Regions from separate parts of the Macaca mulatta genome. Here region 1 is linked to region 2. The links are chromatin contacts, called in public Hi-C maps. All regions are on one chromosome and are shown on one strand. Each heading gives the region's core, a stretch centred on a gene start, on an enhancer-like site or on the middle of the called end of the contact. The rest is flanking DNA. Distances are from core to core; before and after follow the strand shown. Region 1 holds the start of LOC144330214. Region 2 holds the start of BAZ1A (bromodomain adjacent to zinc finger domain 1A).

Region 1 (6,460 bases), core at 2,421-4,920, 100 kb before region 2:
ACGTTCATTGTAAAAGTTGAAACATTACAAAAATATTTAAGGTAGAAAATATAATTCCCCTAATTCTACCAGCTCCCATACCATGGTAACAACCAATAATAATTTGGTATATATTAACATGGATTGTATTTTCTAGGTATATTAATTTAAGCAAGGTTTCCCAAGAATTATGGTTTTGGGGGGAGTAAAAAGGGGAGCAAAAATTAGGAAAATTATTTTGTAAAATATGCTTGCTAATGCTAAAAACAGGCTTAAATGCAAAAGGCAGACTACAAAACTGCATATGTAATATAATCCATATTTTGTTAAACACAGTCTAAAAACAAGTATTTAAAAAATATTAGCCATCAGGGAATTGTAAATCAAAATCTTAATGAGATATCATCCAAATACTTGTACATGAATGGTCATAGCAGCATTATTCATAATAGCCAAAAAGTAGAAACAACCCAAGTATCTTTCAACTTATGAATGGATAAGTAAAACGTAGAATAAAATACAACGGGATATCAGTAGGCAATAAAAAGAAATGCAGTACTGAACACATGCTACAACATGGATTAATCTTCGAAACTAAGTGAAAAAACCCAGTCACAAAAGACCACATATTATAGTTCCATATGAATTGTTCAGAATACGTAAATCTATAGAGACAGAAAGTGGATTAACAGTTGCTTAGGGCTCAGGAGATGGAGTAAAATAGGGAATGATTGCTAATAGGTATGGGGTTTCTTCATGGGATGATAAAAATGTATGAAAATTGATTATGGTGATGGTTGCACAACTTTGTAAATACACTATAATCCTTTCAATTGTACACTTTAGGTGAACTGTGTAAGAGTTATGTGTGTGAGTTATATATATATATACATATATATATATATATATATTTTTTTTTTTTTTTTTTTTTTTTTTTGAGACAGAGTCTCTCTGTTGCCCAGGCTAGAGTATAGTGGCACGATCTCGGCTCACTGCAACCACTGCCTTCCGGGTTCAAGTGATTCTCTTGCCTCAGCCTCCCGTGTAGCTGCGACTACAGGTGAGTGCCACAATGCCCAGCTAATTTTTTGTATTTTTAGTAGAGATGGGGTTTCACCTTGTTAGCCAGGATGGTCTCAATCTCCTGACCTTGTGATCCGCCCGCCTCGGCCTCCCAAAGTGTTGGGACAGGTTTGAGCCATCCTGCCCAGCCAAGAATTATATTTTAATAAACTGTTAAAATAACATTTGTCATATCTGGATGATGAGCAACTAGCAACTTTTTTTTTTCTTCTTTTGAGGCGGAGTCTCACTCTGTCGCCCAGGCTGGAGTGCACAATCTCGGCTCACTGCAACCTCTGCCCTCTGAATTCAAGCGATTCTCCTGCCTCGGCCTCTCGAGTAGCTGGGATTACAGGCGCCTGCCACCGCACCCAGCTAATTTTTTGTATTTTTAGTAGAGATGTGTTTTCAACATCTTGGCCAGGCTGGTCTCAAACTCCTGACCTCGTGATCCACCTGCTTCGGCCTCCAAAAGTGCTGGGATTACAGGCGTGAACCACTGGGCCCGGCAATTTTTATTTTTCTTATACCTTTTTCTAATTTCCAATTTTTAGTAATGACTGAGATTATTATTAAGGGAAAATTATTTTCCAAAGTGCTCCTTGTGAGAATTACAGTGCAACTAGTCAACAGACTAGAGGTTGGGATGGAGCTGCCACTTGTATTCATTTACTCATTCATTAAACACCTACTATGTACTCCAGAAATTGTCCCAGCATGACAGAAGTTCTAACTCCCAATCAAATATAACAGTTTAACACAAGACTTCAAAGGATAAATAATGCATCATACCACCTCTGCCTTAACTTAGCACCAAAGGTTATATTCAATTATATCAAGAAGTATCAAGCAACTTTCTCTTCATTAAAGTAATTGTTTTTCAAATTTTAAAACTCATTTTATGTAAATACCACAGCACCAATTCATAGTTCTACAGCAAAAAAAGTATACCAAAAAAAGTCAATTAACAACAAGAGGTAATAACTCAAAACACCGGGAATCATTTCTTTATGATACTTTTTGGCTATGAGGTCAACCATAAAAGAATCTTTACACAAAATGCTACCAAGAAGAAAATTAAAACGAAAATCAAAAGAATTCCTTGGAAATGGTTGGCCTTAAAGTTGAAAAGAAAAAGGAAGAGTGAAAAATAAAAAAGGAAGAGGGATAAGAGGCATATGCTCAAGCCTTTCCCTTTCTCCATGGCACATAGAAGAAAATCAATTTTTAAAAAGCTACATTTATGTTTATCTTACTGTAATCCTGTGGCAGGTCCAGAATTTCCAAATAGATCGGGTGAGAAGAGTAATCTGGAAGGAAGGCCTGAAGATGCTTTTGCATAATCTCTATATTAAGGTAGAAAATACCAGTTGGCCACATAAAAAAACTGAGGAAAAGGGATTTGAGGGAAATATTTCCCTCCCCTTTGGCATCACCATTGCTATGTTCTAGGCACTAAACCAAACCAAACCAAACCAAACCTCTTACCTAATCTCCTTTCTTCCTCATGACAAGCCTATTAGGTAGATGAGGATATTGAGGCTAGATTGGAATAGAAACTGGCTGAGGGTCACAAAGCACCTAAGGAGCACTTTAGCTCTCCCACAGCTTTCCATAGCTCTTTACACGTAACTAGTGTTTCTCATTACCCATCTTGATATCATGTATATTTATGTGCGTTAGCTTCTCAATAGCAGAGTTACTGTTATTCATTTCTGTATCCTTGTAGCCAAGAACAAGTATATATTTTGTTAAATTAAGCATATGAAACAATCAGGTGAGGATAGCATGAAGAAAGGCAGCAGGGGAAAGTTTCAAGAAATGGATGGTCGCAGCGTCAAATGGTACAGAGAGAGCTATCGATCTATCTTAAATCATTATTGGCATTCAACTGATATTCTATATTCATTTATTGAACGTCTACTACACGCAGGACATTGTGTTAAGCACTACACACACACAGGAAAAATAAAAGTCTGGTACCAGTAGAAAGATTTTCGGGGAAGTAGCCTCATCTAAATTCCTGCTCAGGAAAGCAAAACGAAGAGTCAGGCCTGCAACTGCCTACATCTTATTTGGCGCAGGTAAATCGGCAGACAACTCAAAAGGGTCACAGTGCATCTTTAATAAAACTTCTCATGGAAGACAAGGGATAAAGAAGAGCCACAGAACCTCAGTCTCGGTAACGACTGCCGGTGGCCAGGGAGGCAGACTTCCCCCAGAGCCTCTCGCCTCCTGAGCAGCGCTGGGGCTGCCCCTAGCTGCCCCTCCGTAGTGTGGGACGGGAAAAACCAGACACTTACCGCAAAAGACACCGCTAACGCCGTGGCCCTAAGGGGCCGGGAATTCCTTAGCGAGGCCCCACGCCGTGGGAAAAAACCCAAGAAAACTGGGAGCAGACAGACAGGTATGACCCCACAACCCAACTTCCCAAACTAAAAGTAGGGTCCCAACGCCCAGCACCGCGTCGCCAACTCCCACCAGCTGGAAAACCGACGAGTGCCACCGAACCTTCCGCCCAATGAGGAAACGTCACCACTCCGCGTAGTCCAGCCTTTCTAGAGGAGGATGCGCTTCCGCTTCCGGGGCACACCGCGGCGTTCTTTCTGCGCGGCTCCTGAAACAGTTTAGATGTTTATTTGCATCGATTGGCTTTTGGTTTCAGTTTCCTACCGCTGAATAACTGCAGTAGTAAAGTTAGTGGTAAAATAGGAGGCTGTCTAGGGATGTGATTTCGGGGGAGAAGTCATGCTTCGACGATCCACCTTAAGAAAAGTGATTAGGCGGAGCACTCCCAGCTAAAAGCGGAAAGATGAGAGATGGAGGTGTGACTGTAGGCAGAGATTCCCGGGCGAAAGAGAAACCTCCGTAGAGGGGTGGGACTTAGGGCTTCGCAGACTAGAGGCGGGTTCCGCGGTGGGTGGGGCGGTCTCTGCTTGCGCATGCGCAATGCCAACCAGTGCCTGTGCCTCTTGCTCTTACAACGTAAAATTTCCCACCGCGAAGCAGGGAGTGATGCTGCGGCGGCTTCGCATTGTGGTTCCTGCCGACCGCCAGGCGCTGCTACAGTGGATGCGAACTACCTGTAAGTGTAAGTGACCACAGCCAGAGGCAGGCGGTGGGGGCAAGGATATGCTTCAGGCGCTGACTTTGAGGACTTAGGCGGGGTGAAGCCAAAAGCCTTCCTTGGGGTCGCTGTGCTGGTCTCTGCTCTCCTGTGGGGTAGATTGACCAGACCTCAGAGTGCTCTAACGGAAAAGCGAGTTAGTTGCTCGCGGCACGTAGAGGCCAATTAACAAGAGCGAGCCCTGAGGGATTTTATTTCCGAAGCCAGCCTGGAGGAAGCGGCACATTTGTGCAGCTTCGCCTTTGGAGCAAAAAAGCGGGCATTTTATAAGGTACGAGAGGAAATGAGCAAGAGGTTTCTGCTAGCTGGTGCCTTATCTACCGGGTAGTTGACGCCTTTCTGAGCAGAAATAAGTTGTAAAAGTGGTCAAGTGGGCATGCTTTCAAAGGCTTACCCTTCTGCGGCTACCCCCGGAGCTGGGAGTTGCGTCTTGGATCTCGTAGATGAATTTGCTCTGTAGAGATTGGTCTGGTGAGGGGAGTTGAGAGGTTATTTTGTATTTCAAAAAGGGCTGAGTGGGAAGTGTAGTGGGGAGGGGAAAAGAGGGAAAAAATAAACTATCTCTTGGAAAATGGGGGTAATCGGATACAGTATCACTTGGAAGTAATTGGGTGTGGGAAGACCTGGTTCTGAGTGGTTTGTGACTTTGCAGCAGACTTCGGACAAGCCTTTAGAGCTCCTTGTGCCTAACCCTTTTTCTGAAAGAATAGAGAGTTAGTCCTCTTCCTCATTACTCCCACAAACTTGTTGGGATTGGTACGTTGCCACCTGAAAAAGCACTTTGCCGGAGAGGTTTTAGGCTGTAGCGTTAGTAGGAAGTGTTAAAAGAAAAACCTTAGCCAAGTTAAATTTAACAGTTTGAGCAAAGAACGATTCGCGAATCGGGCAGGCTCAGAGAGATTGCAGCGCAGCCAAGTGTTGAAGATTTATAGACAGAAAAAGTCTGCAGTGAGCTTTTATCCCGCTGCTTCACTCCAGCCTGAGCGACACAAGACCCTGTCTCTTTAAACACACACGTTAAAACTGAGGAAATGTGGTAGCCAGATCTAGTTATTGAAAAATGGGATAGATGTATTCTGGCAAAGTGAAGCCTGATGAAACCTCAAGAAAATAAGATATTCTTCGTTGGGTGTGTTGGCTCACGCCTGCGATCCCAGCACTTTGGGAGGCCGAGGCGGGCGGATCATGAGGTCAGGAGATCGAGACCATCCTGACTAACACGGTGAAACCCCACCTCTACTAAAAATACAAAAAATTAGCCGGGCGTGATGGCATGCCCTTGTAGTCCCAGCTATTCGGGAGGCTGAAGCAGGGGAATCGCTTGAACCCGGGAGGCAAAGGTTGCAGTAAGACAAGATTGCGCCACTGCACTCCAGCCTGGGCGACAGACCGAGACTCCATCTCAAAAAAAAAAAAAAAAAAAAAGGATATTCTTATGTTTAGTAACTGTAGCAAACTATCCTATGCCTCTGTGTGTGTGTGTATGTGTGTGTATATGTATGTTTTGTTTTTTTTGTTTTTGTTTTTGTTTTTGTTTTTTTTTGAGACGGAGTCTCGCTCTGTCGCCCAGCCCAGGCTGGAGTGCAGTGGCGCGATCTCGGCTCACTGCAAGCTCCGCCTCCCGGGTTCACGCCATTCTCCTGCCTCAGCCTCCCGAGTAGCTGGGACTACAGGCGCCCACAACCGCGCCCGGCTAATTTTTTTTTTTGTATTTTTAGTAGAGACGGGGTTTCACCGTGGTCTCGATCTCCTGACCTTGTGATCCGCCCGCCTCGGCCTCCCAAAGTGCTGGGATTACAGGCGTGAGCCACCGCGCCCGGCCTGTATGTTTATTTTTTGAGACAAGAGTTTCACTCTTGTCATCCAGGCGGGGGTGCAGTAGCGCCATCAGGCTCACTGCAACCTCCACCTCCCAGATTCGAGCGATTTTGAGTGGCCGGGATTACAGGCGTCCGCCACCACGCCCGGCTAATTTTTGTATTTGTAGTAGAGACAGAGTTTCACCATGTTTCCCAGGCTGGTCTCAGACTCCTGACCTCAGGTGATCTTCCTGCCTCAGCCTCCCAGAGTGCTGAGATTACAGGCGCGAGCCACCACGCCTGGCCACTATGCCTGTATTTTGCTGAATGTTGATCTCCATGGTTATTTTTATCCAAACTCATGACTTGAAATGTCATTGTTAGCTGATGACTTCCAATTTTAGATTTTTAACCTTGACCTCTTAAAATTCTTTGTGATGTTAGAGTCAGTAGGTTTAGGGATTGTAATGATCATTATTACATATTTTAGGAG
Region 2 (6,623 bases), core at 24-2,523:
CCACATTGTTTCTGTAATTATCATTCCGCAGTATTGGTAATAGGAATAACGTCTTTGTCAAATAACGGTTCTTAAAACTAACTTTGTCGAATAACCGTTTTTTTTTTTTTTTTTTTTTTTTTTTTTTTTTTTTTTTTTTTTTTTTTTTGAGACGGAGTCTCACTCTGTCGCCCAGGCTGGAGTGCAGTGGCCGGATCTCAGCTCACTGCAAGCTCCGCCTCCCGGGTTTACGTCATTCTCCTGCCTCAGCCTCCCGAGTAGCTGGGACTACAGGCGCCCGCCACCTCGCCCGGCTAGTTTTTTGTATTTTTTAGTAGAGACGGGGTTTCACCGGATTAGCCAGGATGGTCTCGATCTCCTGACCTTGTGATCCGCCCGTCTCGGCCTCCCAAAGTGCTGGGATTACAGGCTTGAGCCACCGCGCCCGGCCTGAATAACCGTTTTTAAAACTAACTTTTAGCTTCATTCTTTCATATTAATTTCAAATAAGCAAATGTTAAGGACAGTATCAAAAAAGACTTTAAAACACATCCAGTGAACGTTCTGAGTCACTTCTAGTTTCGAAAATTGTATTGAATTCCAAGGTCACATGTATTATGTACATTAAAATTGTTTCCCTAAATAAAAATTACTGATATGGGAAAGTTGCTTTAGGGGAATTTTCGCTAGTAAATCCATAATCCTTAAAATTCTAATTGAATTAAACATTGATACTTTGCAAATATTTACAGCATTGTAAATATTACTTTTTAAAGGTGTGTTAGTTTCAAGAATGTTGGGGTCCTACAAGCATGATGACACTTTGTAACACATTTTTTTTTTGGTCTTTTCCTCTGCTCTCTAAACCTTTTAATTGCCATAAGTATTAAATAGAACTGATGTCAAGGTATCTTCTAGTTCAAGACAGATGTTTACTAAACATGCAAAGTATTTTTAGAGATACGGATTCTAATTTGGAAGAAGAAAAATAGCAACAAATTTTCTTATTCATTTCTTTTCTCATTTTTAAAATACAAGTTAAATCGTAATTGGAATCCCTTTTCCCATCGTGTAGTCAAGCGTCGGTGGCAGACTTCAAGGATATACTTTGTTAGCCATGTGTTTATGAACCGCCAGCGCTTTCCCTAGATCTTTTGGCTGATAATCTCAAACATGGAGGATGCTTCTGAATCTTCACGAGGGGTTGCTCCATTAATTAATAATGTAGCTCTCCCAGGCTCTCCGCTGTCTCTTCCTGTATCAGTGACAGGCTGTAAAAGTCATCGAGTAGCCAATAAAAAGGTAGAAGCGAGGAGTGAAAAGCTCCTCCCAACAGCTCTTCCTCCTTCAGAGCCGAAAGTAGATCAGAAACTTCCCAGGAGCTCCGAGAGGCGGGGAAGTGGCGGTGGGACGCAATTCCCCGCGCGGAGTCGGGCAGTGGCAGCGGGAGAAGTGGCGGCCAGGGGCGCGGCGGGGCCGGAGAGAGGCGGTCCCCTGAGAGGACGGGGTCTCCCCTCGTTGCCTTTGTAGTGGAGAAGGTGGACAAGTGGCAGTCGGCGTGCTCGCAGGTGAGGGTCGCTCGGGAGCCGGCCGGGAAGTGGAGGCAAGCCGGGAACAAAGCGGAGCGGCGCTGGGGTCCGCCCGCGGCGAGCGCCCTGGCCGGCCGGCCGGCTGCGCGCCGAGCACGTTGTGAGCCTGGCGGCGGCGGCGGCGGCGGCGGCGGCGGGCGGGGAGCCGGCGCTGGGGGAGGGGGCCGCCGCCGCCGCTCCCGCACTGCCCCCCGCGGCGGGGCGTCCTGCCCCATTGTGAGCCAGCGGCTGGGCGAGGAGGCAGGACGCGCTCGGGGGAAAGGGGCGGCGGCGGCTCCGCTCGCTCGACGCCCGGGCAGCGGCAGGAACGAACTCGGCTCCGGTAGCGGCCGCGGCCCGTCAGTCACACAAAAGGCAGCCGAGCTTCTCCCGGCGCGCGGACCGGCCCACGCTGCCGCCGAGCGCTCCCCACCTTACCGGCTTTCCTTTCCCTCCAATTTTGATAGGGAAGCGGGGCCGGCGCGGGCGGCCGAGGGTCCGGGCGAGCCCGCGGGCGGACGGGAGATGCCGCTGCTACACCGAAAGCCGTTTGTGAGACAGAAGCCGCCCGCGGACCTACGGCCCGACGAGGAAGTTTTCTACTGTAAAGTCACCAACGAGATCTTCCGCCACTACGAGTAAGAGCTGGGCAGGGTGCGGGGCCGCGGGGGGTGTGGGGACTCCCTCCCCAGCGCCCTTTTGTCTCTCTCCTTTTCCTCGCCCTGGGCTTCTGGCGGGGTGACTTGAAAGTGACGGGTGGCCCCGGGCCCGCGGTTCTCTGCCTCCTAGCCTCCACTTGGAGAACGCGCGGGGCCAACTGGCGGCGGCGCGCGTGGGGAACGCGGGTTGGTCGTGGCGGAGGAGGCTGGGGTCCCCGGCCGGCCTCGGGAACCGCTCTTAGCCTCTGCTGTCGCCCTCCCGCCCTCCTGGCCGCGGGGCGGCGGAAACTCCCCGCCTCGCCCCTCCCCGCCGCGGCCACACGCGCACTCCGGGGCCAGTTCCGGGATCCCCTCCCGGCGGCCGAGGGGATCCCCGCTAGGGTCAGCGACGTGGGGCCGCAGTCCATGGGTCGGGGGAGGGAATTCCTGCCCCGGTGGGCAGGAAACGGCTGGGCTGGGCTTCGTTTTCTCAGTCGGGAGTGGGGTCTGACGTTGGAGCTGCCTGGGGTAGGGGAGAGGAGCGGAGTTGAGACTCGTTCTAGAAGGGAAGGAGGGAGCGTCCCTGCGGGCCAGGGGTGGAGGACGCGGGACGCGAGAGCCTCCGCAGGCGGCCTCCCGTCCGGCGCTGCTAGGCCTCGGAGTGCGACGGGAGCCGCGCTCTCTGTCACCGCCTCTTCTTGGTGACTAACTCTCGTCTCCGGGGAACTCAGCGTCTCCGCCCCCGGGAGATCAGTGAGGAAGAAGTCGCGGCTGGGCAAGGGGAAGAGGAAGGGGGAAGAAGCAGGGCCTTAGGCGCCCCTCGTTTTCACTTTCGCGTAGCCGGGAGCGCGGTGGAGGGTGTTGGGGGAGGGGGTTAAGACAAGTTCAACTCCAGACTCAGCCAGGCGCCGCTTTATCCCCCTGCGCATGTGGGCTGCCTGACATGTGCCACTCGCTATTGTTTTGATAAGAACGCGGAGCTGCTGCTGGTGTAGTTTCAGCTCCTACATTTTCAGCCCGTCGCTTAATTTATCCCGAGAGATCTGGTCCTGTGACACGGAGCAAGATGGTGTGTTTTAGCGTCTTGTGTTTAAACAGGATCTCTAAGTGAGAACCTGACTTGATCAATCACTCCAAGAGGGTGATCCTCTCTTTTTCTTATGCTTTATTCTCTCCCCTGAAAAGGAATCCCTTTGTGACTTGGAAACCAAGTGTAATAGCAACCAAGTAACGTTGCGTGTAAGGCACCTTTTCTGAGTGGGGGCTTGACCGAGGGAGGGTTTTGGACAAACTGCACCTAAGAAATCAATAGTGAGGTTAGAAAAGTTCCTTTGAGCATTTATTTTAAGTAAACGTTTTTCTTTAGTTCCACCGAAAGGGTTTCACATTAAACATGTTATATCTAGAGAAGTAAATAGAGTGCTTTTCATCAGACAGTACTTTTAAGTAGGAGTGTACGTCTTGCTCTGCTCCTGTAGAGACTTGTTTTGTTACTCAAATAGAGTTCTCATAACTAGTTAAGTGAACTTGGATTAGGTAATTGGATAAGGATTTTTTTTAAGGATTTTAAAGCTATAGGCCTTGCTAACAATTATGATTAAAAAGAAAATTGAGAGTACCAACAAAATAGTAAATAGGCTTAAATTTCAAATTGTTTTCTCCTTCCATATAAGCAAGGGGCTTTTCTCACCTTAGAGGGTAGGATGAATATGGCTGTTATCCTTTGTGAATTAAACATTCTTAATGCACTTTGGTTCTTGAGCCGAATTATTCTAACCTTGGAGAAATCTGAAATGCTGAAATACAGAAGAATTTTCACATTCCAGAACTATCTATCTTCCACTATTTTTATTTATTTACTTATTTTGAGACAGGTTCTCGCTCTGTCGCCCAGGCTGGAGTGCAGTGGCACAATCTTGGCTCACTGCAGCCTCGACCTCCTGGGCTCAAACAGTCCCCCCCACTTTACTACCTTAGCCTCCTGAGTGGCTGGGATTGCAGGTGCATGCCACCACTTTGGCTAATTTTTGTATTTTATGTAGAGACAGGATTTCGCCATGTTGCCCAGGCTGGTCTTGAACTCCTGAGTTAGGTGATCTGCCTGCCTGGGTCTCCCAAAGTGCTAGAATTACAGGCATGAACCACCATGCCCAGCTGTATCTTCCATTAATATCAAGGAACTGTATTCTTTGTAGTCTTAGGGCATTTAAACATTTTAAATAACTAGGTTTTTATTTTCAGTTTTTGTTTTTTTTCCCTTGTGCGGAAGTGTTTGGGCTTTTGGAAATTACAAGCAGTCCCAGAGAGATGATTGGTTTGGGAGCAAAGGTATTTGACCATTTACCCTGAATTAAGGAGTATTGCTGATGTTATTAGGTTTCTATGACTGAACGAAAAGAATTTTGACAAAATTGGAAGAAGACTGCCTTTTAATGATGTTAAATTTTGAATTACTTTCTGTTTCTCACAAATGATTACGAAGAGACCTTTCCAAAAATGCTTTTGTGGTAAGTAGTATATGGTGGTCTGTAGTATGGTAACCTGACCTTTGGAACAACTCTGGAAAAACTATGAAGGAAACCTCTGCAGGCTGCTCTATTTTTGAGACGGAGTCTCACCCTGTCACCCAGTCTGGAGTGCAATGGGGCGATCTCGGCTCACTGCAACCTCTGCTTCCTGGGTTCAAGTGATTCTCCTGCCTCAGCCTCCCGAGTAGCTGGGATTACAGGCACATCCCACCACGCCCGGCTTATTTTTTTTTTCTGTATCTTTAGTAGAGACTGGCTTTCACCATGTTGGCCAGGCTGGTCTCGAACTCCTGACCTCGTGATCCGCCCACCTCTGCCTCCCAAAGTGCTGGGATTACAGGCATGAGCCACCATGCCCTGCTGGGCTGCAGGCTACTCTTAACACTGCTTATGGAGTAGCCCTAAAAAAAAAAAAACAAAAAAAACCACCTCTGTTTTCACTTGTTAAATCACCAATTGGTTTATGTGAATTTGTTTGAAGACTAGCCTTTCAGTGCATTATTTTGAATATTTTTCTTTTGTATTTGCCTGAAGACCACTATGCTCGCTTATTTGCTTGCATTTTTTATTTCTTGAATATAAGTTTCTCTAATCAGTCTAAAAAAGATTTTCTACACCTCCTAGCCTTATTTGCTTCCCAACACAATACAAAGTAACTTTTGCCTGTAAATGTGGTTAGTAGAGGTTGCCAGTGACTTTTTTTTTTAATATTTTGTTTTGTTTTATTTTATGTTAATTTAGTTTGAGACGGAGTTTCGCTCTTGTTGCCAAGCTGGAGTACATTAGCATGATCTTGGCTCACTGCAACCTCCGCCTTCCAGATTCAAGAGATTCTCCTGCCTCAGCCTCCGGAGTACCTGGATTACAGGCGCCTGCCACCATGCCCAGCTAATTTTTTGTATTTCTAGTAGAGACAGGGTTTCACCATGTTGGGCAGGCTGGTCTCGAACTCCTAACCTCAAGTGATCCATCCGCCCTGGCCTCCCCAAAGTGCTGGGATTACAGGCGTGAGTCACCACTTCTGCTTGCCAGTGACCTTTTAATTGCTAGTTTTCTGTCTCTATCTTACTTGATATTATAGCCTGCTTCCTCTTTGTCCTTCTAAGCAGCAATGGTCACCCCCTCCATTTTATCTAGTGCAGCATCTCCTGTTATTGCCTTGTCATGCAATGTATTTGTTGCCTCACCTTTTTATTTTTATTTTTGTTTATATTTTTATTTTTTTGAGATGAAGTCACACTGTCTCCCAGGCTGGAGACAGTGGCCCAATCTTGGCTTGCTGCAACCTCCACCTCCCGGGTTCAAGCAGTTCTCTGCCTCAGCCTCCCAAGTAGCTGGGATTACAGGTGCCTGCCACCACACCCGGCTAATTTTTTTTTTTTTTTTTTTTTTTTTTTTTGTGAGACGGAGTCTTGCGGTGTTGCCCAGGCTGGAGTGCAGTGGTGCGATCTCAGCTCACTGCAACCTCTGCCTCCTGGATTCAGGCATTCTCTGCCTCAGCCTCCCGAGTCGCTGGGATTACAGGTGCCTGCCACCACACCCAGCTAATTTTTGTATTTTTAGTAGAGACGAGGTTTCATCACGTTGGCCAGAATGGTCTGGATCTCCTGACCTCGGGTGATCCACCCGCCTTGGCCTCCCAAAGTGCTGGGATTACAGGCGTGAACCTCTCTGCACTTGGCCTGTTGCCGCACATTTTGTCTTCTCCAGGAACCTGAACTCTTTGAGACAGTGACTGACCAGGATGCCTCCTCAGTGATTAAATAGCACAGACTCCTTACTACATTCTCCTTAACTAATTGCTAACTCTTGATTGACCTGCTTTTTCATAGGTAGAGAAGACTCAATAGCACATCAACTATAGACAAATGCATAAGCTAAGGTGCATAATTTAGTCTTCTTTTTTTTTT

The links. Hi-C and Micro-C count contacts between places; a contact is called where the count stands out from the background.
Region 1: a Hi-C map of liver shows a contact between it and region 2, with 3 times the contacts expected there. The contact joins the promoter of LOC144330214 here to the promoter of BAZ1A in region 2. A contact is called at or near these places in 4 of 14 Hi-C or Micro-C datasets (fetal cortex germinal zone, fetal cortical plate, fibroblasts and 1 more).

Annotation. Positions count from the first base shown.
Region 1 is chr7:108,101,791-108,108,250 of T2T-MMU8v2.0, reverse strand. LOC144330214 reads left to right here and starts at 3,670. Exons shown (of 4, transcript XR_013396197.1): 1 at 3,670-4,126. It overlaps SRP54 (signal recognition particle 54), which reads right to left and starts at 3,561. Exons shown (of 16, transcript NM_001260852.2): 1 at 3,345-3,561.
Region 2 is chr7:107,995,099-108,001,721 of T2T-MMU8v2.0, reverse strand. It overlaps BAZ1A (bromodomain adjacent to zinc finger domain 1A), which reads left to right and starts at 1,273. Exons shown (of 26, transcript XR_013396176.1): 1 at 1,273-1,547; 2 at 2,015-2,185. It overlaps LOC144330220 (a long non-coding RNA gene), which reads left to right and starts at 6,083. Exons shown (of 2, transcript XR_013396206.1): 1 at 6,083-6,275. LOC144330230 (a long non-coding RNA gene) reads right to left here and starts at 5,731. Exons shown (of 2, transcript XR_013396216.1): 1 at 5,043-5,731; 2 at 4,784-4,901.